Linked DNA regions of Sus scrofa: region 2 is linked to region 1. Evidence: chromatin contacts called from public HiChIP or PLAC-seq data. All regions are on one chromosome and are shown on one strand. The core of a region is the stretch at or near the end of the contact, and the rest is flanking DNA. Distances in the headings are between cores, read along the strand shown. Region 1 overlaps LOC100514506 (a long non-coding RNA gene). Region 2 overlaps NFIB (nuclear factor 1 B-type).

Region 1 (2,689 bases), core at 107-2,606:
CAGCCTGCATCGCCACATCTACCCCAATTTAATGTCAGGGCGGGATTTGCTGCAGAGTTTGCTGGAAAGAATGTTATTCAACGCGCACCAGACCCGGGCTGTGTGCTTCCCAAGTGAAACTTGCAGCCCCAGGGCCAGACGGAGCTATCCTTCCCACAGGTTCTTGTGAGAGAAAAGCACCCCCTATCCCCAGTCTCCGAAATTTCCTCCAACGGGCTGCAAAGGCTCAAATTGTCCTTCCTAGCTCCGCTCCCTCATCCAGTTAGGTTGTGTAAAAATACGGAGATTCTGTTTGCTCTCAAGAACAGAGTGATTTCCCTCAAGAAACTCCTACAAGAGCTTTAAGCAGCCTCTGCGTTGCAGCGCGTCCAAGCCGCCGCGGAATTTTCCGATTTTCAAGAGGTAGTAAAGTGAATTTCGGTGCAGAGAAAAGTGAGGGGTGTTATCGTTGCAAGGTGGGGGTGGGCGCGAGGAAGAGCTAGGAGGCTTTTTGTTTTCTAAAGTTAGACTTGCTCCAAAGTGCCAGTACAAACTGCAACGCGTTGTGGTTTCCGAATTTAGAGAATCGTGTGGAGTTTGTGCCCACCCCTGCGGCCAGGGGCCCCACACAGCGTTCTGGGGCCCACCTCCCTGTCCCCAAGAGCAAGCGGAAGCCGGGGGCGGAGTGGGGGGGGCAACTCTCTGGGCAACGCCAGGCGCAGCTGACTTTGTCCGATACTCTCGACTCTTTGGTCTTCTCCCTTCTTGTGCCAACCCAGAACCATTCCGTCGCCGCCAGGATTGCACCGGGTGGGGGCGGGGGGGTGGGCAGGAAGGAGGGCCAAACGTCTAGGCTGCGGAATCTCCCAACAGGTAGTTTCACCCGGGAGCAGGCCAGGCTTAAATATCAAAGGCTGGGCCGACCAGACCGCCTTAAGCTGGAGCCCTGACGCAGTCACCTAGGGAGCCGGAGAAGGAAAGTTGCGTTAAGGGAGTCACTTTTAAATAACCCTGTTTTCTCTCCAATCTCCAACGTATCTCGAAATAGCGCGAGCTGTGTCGTTTGGAATGGCACTCCATGAGCCTAAATAAGCTGCTTCAGGCTGTAAATTCATATCCAATTTGGATTCTTCCCGTTCCCCCCGCCCCCAAACCCCAGTAGTTAGTACAGAACCCAGTTCGGCTTTAGAGCGGTAGGTATTTATTTGAGAATTGGGAGATTCCTCTTCGAAACGCCCTAGGCTCCAGAGCAAAAGAGGAAAAGGCTGTGTTGCACTTGGATGGTATAATTGAATTATGCCTTTCCCTGGTGCGCAGTGAGGAAAAGCAGAATGCCAGGCCGTATGCGGCATGGGCGGGCTGCGGCCTCGCGCTCCAGCGAGCGCACCACACTTCCTTCCCAGGGTGCGGGGAGAAGTTGGGTTGGGCCACTCACTGTGTCCTGCCTCCAGCAAGGAGGATCTGGCTGGGAAGTCGGCAGAAGCCTGATCATAGCTCCGTGGCTCCCACCCCTTCCGGCGCACTCTCCCAAATGTGCCCACCTGAGGCCTTGGGCGCACGTGGTGCGCGGAGACCCGGTGCGCGACTGGAAACCGAGCAGAGCTCCCCAAGCATCCCTGGCGCCCGCACGGCCCTCGCTGGGTAGGGGAAGGTGGGGGACCGAGCTCTTGAGCCGACGGATCTAATCCCGCCTTGGCAGACAAGTCTTTACTGCTGAAGCTCCGAGCCATCGCTGAGTACCGTTTTCGGCACCAATACAACCCGCCGAACTCCCAGCTCCGCCCGGTCTGTCTCCTAGAGAAACGTCCTCAGACTCCCCACAGTCCTTTGGCCCCTTGAAGCCTCTGGGGCTGGGGCGGACCTGACCTGGGAGACTTGGATCTTTAACTGCTTCAGGACCTGGTCTCCCAGTAGCACCCAGCCCGCTCCCCCGTGCCCATCCAAGCACAGCTTGTTGCCCTGCGTCTCCGCTGCTAACCGTGCTACCAAAACTTTCCAAAGTTTTCTTCGCGCTTTGCCACCTCCAGTTCCCCTAGGCTGGTGCAGGCAGGAGGAAGAAAAAGAACCCCCCCACCCCACGCCACCTCCATCTATCCTTCTCTCCTCTCCCTCCCACCTTCGGCCTCCCTTGTGAGTCCAAACCTTGAGAGTGGGAGCGCGCGTTGCTGGAGCCCCCGTAGGCACCGACTCTGCAGGGGATAGAGTTCAGAGTTGGTTCCACATCCCCCCACTCTGTGCGCCGTGGCCGTTCCCGCCCCCTCCTCCCCCACCTCGTTTGCAACTCGGGGACCTGAGGGCTTGTAGTTTAGTTTTGTTCAAATTTAGCTTTTTTTTTTTCCAGATTTTTTTTTTTCTTTGAGATTCCACCCTGCTGGAGCCTCGAGATTCCGCATGCCTTCCAGTTTCCCGGCGTGGGGATCGGGAGTCACATCCTTCGTGCCGGGCGGGTCGTTTCCCCCGAGTGGGGCGAGGGGCTCTCAGGCCGAGATTTCTCCAGCTGGGTTTTGTCTCCCTGGGAGACCCTCCGTCCTGGTGTGGGGCAAATTCCTGCTGGAGCTGGTCTCAGTGCCAGCCTCCTGTGCCTCTCCCCCACCCCCACCCCCACCCCCAACCCTCCCCACCAGAACTGTAGATGCAGCCGGTTCAGGGGATGTTTTTATGCCCGTTTAGGGAATGGGACTAGGCAGGAGAGGGGAAACGCTGTTTTAAT
Region 2 (2,689 bases), core at 116-2,615, 90 kb after region 1:
ATCCGGTGGTTCTGTCCTGTCCCTGTTCATGAGAGTGCTCCCTCAGAGCCTCCTCCTTTAAACTGCCATCAGAAGCCATTCCACAGAAGCTAAACTCAAACCCATGTGAACCTGTCTGGAGGTGATATTGGATGCCTAGTTTTCAAATTCAACCCCAGTCAACTAAAGCGCCCTGTTTCCATCTTTCCATTCAGACAGAAGAGCCTTCTAATCATAATATATCACAGTGCCCCTGGGCCTTTTTTTCTGGAGCCTAAGGCAGCAAGCCCCCACTTGTGTGAGTAATTTCTCCTCTATCATATATAAGGTAGGATTCTGTTCAGGGGCCATTTATGGTCACGTCCAGTTTATTTCCATGATGCCTCAAACTTAGACCATTTTGATATAGGGTAGATCCTTGACATTTATGAGAGATTTTTCCAAAGATGATCATGAAGTTTACATCTAAATTTACACATAGCCTTTTGAAATATAATTTCTTCCCCAGGTATCTGTATTTGGGCAAGAACCACCACTTCTGTAAGCCTTTTCACTTTCTCTTCACTCCCATCACCATCACGAGTAATTGGCTTTTCTTTCAGCGGCCTTTTATTTTTTAAACAAAGAAACAGTGTTATCGCTTCATGAGCTTTCTATGTAACAATGAATAGAGAGGGAACAACAAAATCACTTTGAGATGTGGCTGTTGAATAGTTGGCCGGGTTCATACAATACCTAAGTGATTCTCTTCAGTCTTGCATGCCCATGGTTCAAATTTGTCCTCAGCAAAATGACAAATATGATTATAGAACTCTCCTTCCCTCCTTACAGAACTTTTATTAATATTTCCTGCACCTTAGAATGTGGTTTGGGGAAACACCGGAATTGTGTAGGAGCCCCTGAGTGAAAGCAGATCCTAGAAAGAAGGTATATTGAAAAGAGCCAGGGATGATATGTTTGTTAGTCCCGGGGCTCAGTTTCAAGTTGAGCAAATGTGTGTGTTTGTGTGAATATGCATGTAGACAGGTGCATTTGTGTCTATTATTGTTATAGTCTTTCCATGTGACATGCTTTAAAATGGAATGACATCCTTACTAACCTGATTTATGAAGCTATTGTGTAAAACTTTCCAAAAAAAGCATTTAGGAAATGACGGTGTAGTAGAAAAGTAAACAGATGAAATGGTGGGACTATTTCTCAAAGCAGTTTCCTAATTCATATTCGATGTTCAGCAAAATCTCACCATAAGACATCCAGGGCAACCTAAAAAATATATTGCTGGTAGCAGCTGCAACAGAAAGAGAATTCACGAGGGCTGTAATAGTGAGACCTCATCAAGCTTCATCCAAGAAGTATGGGCTACTTTTATGCCAGCTCCTTGCCTTGTGGCTGAAGAGGGCTCTGGCTCAGAGAGCTGATCTGGAAAGGCAGCCCAGGGCTACATACCCTAGATGAGTAGAATAATCTTAGATACTTACACGCCATCCTATTCTCACCAGCATAGCTCTTAGACTGGAAGGGCCAAATTATTTAGCAAAATTCTTAAAGCATTGTTCCCTTACCAATAAGCATCCAAGGTTTAACAGCCTGTTGATTAAATTGCATGTTGGAATCAATTGCCCTGTTAGATCAGAGCAGTTGTAAAAGTAGATCTGAATGAAAGTTCTCAGTAGTGATAAGCGGTACTTTTGCTTCCCCTGAATTTATATTCTAAAATGAGTCATCAAAGAGGTTCTTTTACAGCTTACTCTGTCCATAAAAGAGCACTCAAGATGCTTGACAACAACAGCCACCACCACTAAAAACGTAAATGGAAGGGAAAAAAAAAGAGTCCACACTTTTCAGTTTACTAAATTGCCTTAAACAAAACATAGTTCTAGGAGATACTGATATAATGCTCTAAAAAAACCCCTCACCTCTTAAAAAAAAATCTTATCTTTCTTGAGCCCTGCAGCAAATTATTCTGCCTACACGTATTAATAAATTCAGACAAGGACACCATAGAAGGTGCACTGTAGACGTCATTGCTGGAATTATCTCTTTATTGCTGAAAGATTTCCGAGGTTTTCTTGTTTGTTGAACACCAAGTGGGGCACTAGGGCTGCAGGTTTTTGCTGGCCCTGGAGCATTTGCCGTCTAATGTCCAGTTTGTGGAAGGGCCACCTCCAGTGTCACTCAGCCTTTTGCAGTAGCTGGGATAAGGCATTAGCAGTCACCTCATGGCCACCAAGTTCTGGACTTGCTCAGTTGTGTAGGTGTGTATCATCTCATTTGCCTTGACCTTGCTTTGATTCTCATTTTACAGGGGAGGAACCTGAGACTGTGTTGAACTGGCTTGCCCAAGGCCAAACAAGGAATAGGTGTCCCAGTCAGGTTTAGGAGCAGGGCAGCCTGGCTTTCGTGCCCCTGGTGCTACCATTTGGCAAAACTGCCTCACCTCTACAAGTGATTGAGTCTCTGTGAGGAGTTGGGCCCTTCCTCTAGGTGCTCTCAGCTCTGCTCATTTCTGATGAAGCAGAGCAGAAGCTCCTCAGAACCCAGGTAGAGGCAAAGCGAGGTCAAACCCAGCTGTGGGGGCTTAGTTCCTAGTTCTTTTGAGAAGGCAGGTCTCCAAGGTAGCCCCAGACTGCTGTCTATGCATGTTTTGAGGGGGACCTCTGCAACATACATGGTGTTGCGGCAGATCACCCTCCACTCAGATCCCTCTCAC

What was found. HiChIP or PLAC-seq counts read pairs in DNA pulled down with a chosen protein or histone mark.
Region 2: a contact with region 1 is called in an H3K27ac HiChIP or PLAC-seq map of skeletal muscle. The contact joins two enhancer-like sites. A contact is called at or near these places in 3 of 47 Hi-C or Micro-C datasets (epiblast stem cells and skeletal muscle) and 1 of 2 datasets of contacts at active chromatin or transcription factors (skeletal muscle).

The regions. Positions count from the first base shown.
Region 1 is chr1:208,148,740-208,151,428 of Sscrofa11.1, forward strand. The region is part of intron 1 of LOC100514506 (a long non-coding RNA gene); the gene reads right to left. Among named protein-coding and RNA genes, the nearest start is that of NFIB, 32 kb to the right of the region's middle. Within about 2 kb of position 1,357, at least 36 of the 83 cell types and tissues checked have an H3K27ac peak or open chromatin away from gene starts, as enhancers often do. A contact at or near this core is called in skeletal muscle, where this site is marked.
Region 2 is chr1:208,238,521-208,241,209 of Sscrofa11.1, forward strand. The region is part of intron 2 of NFIB (nuclear factor 1 B-type); the gene reads left to right. Among named protein-coding and RNA genes, the nearest start is that of NFIB, 57 kb to the left of the region's middle. Within about 2 kb of position 1,366, at least 5 of the 83 cell types and tissues checked have an H3K27ac peak or open chromatin away from gene starts, as enhancers often do. A contact at or near this core is called in skeletal muscle, where this site is marked.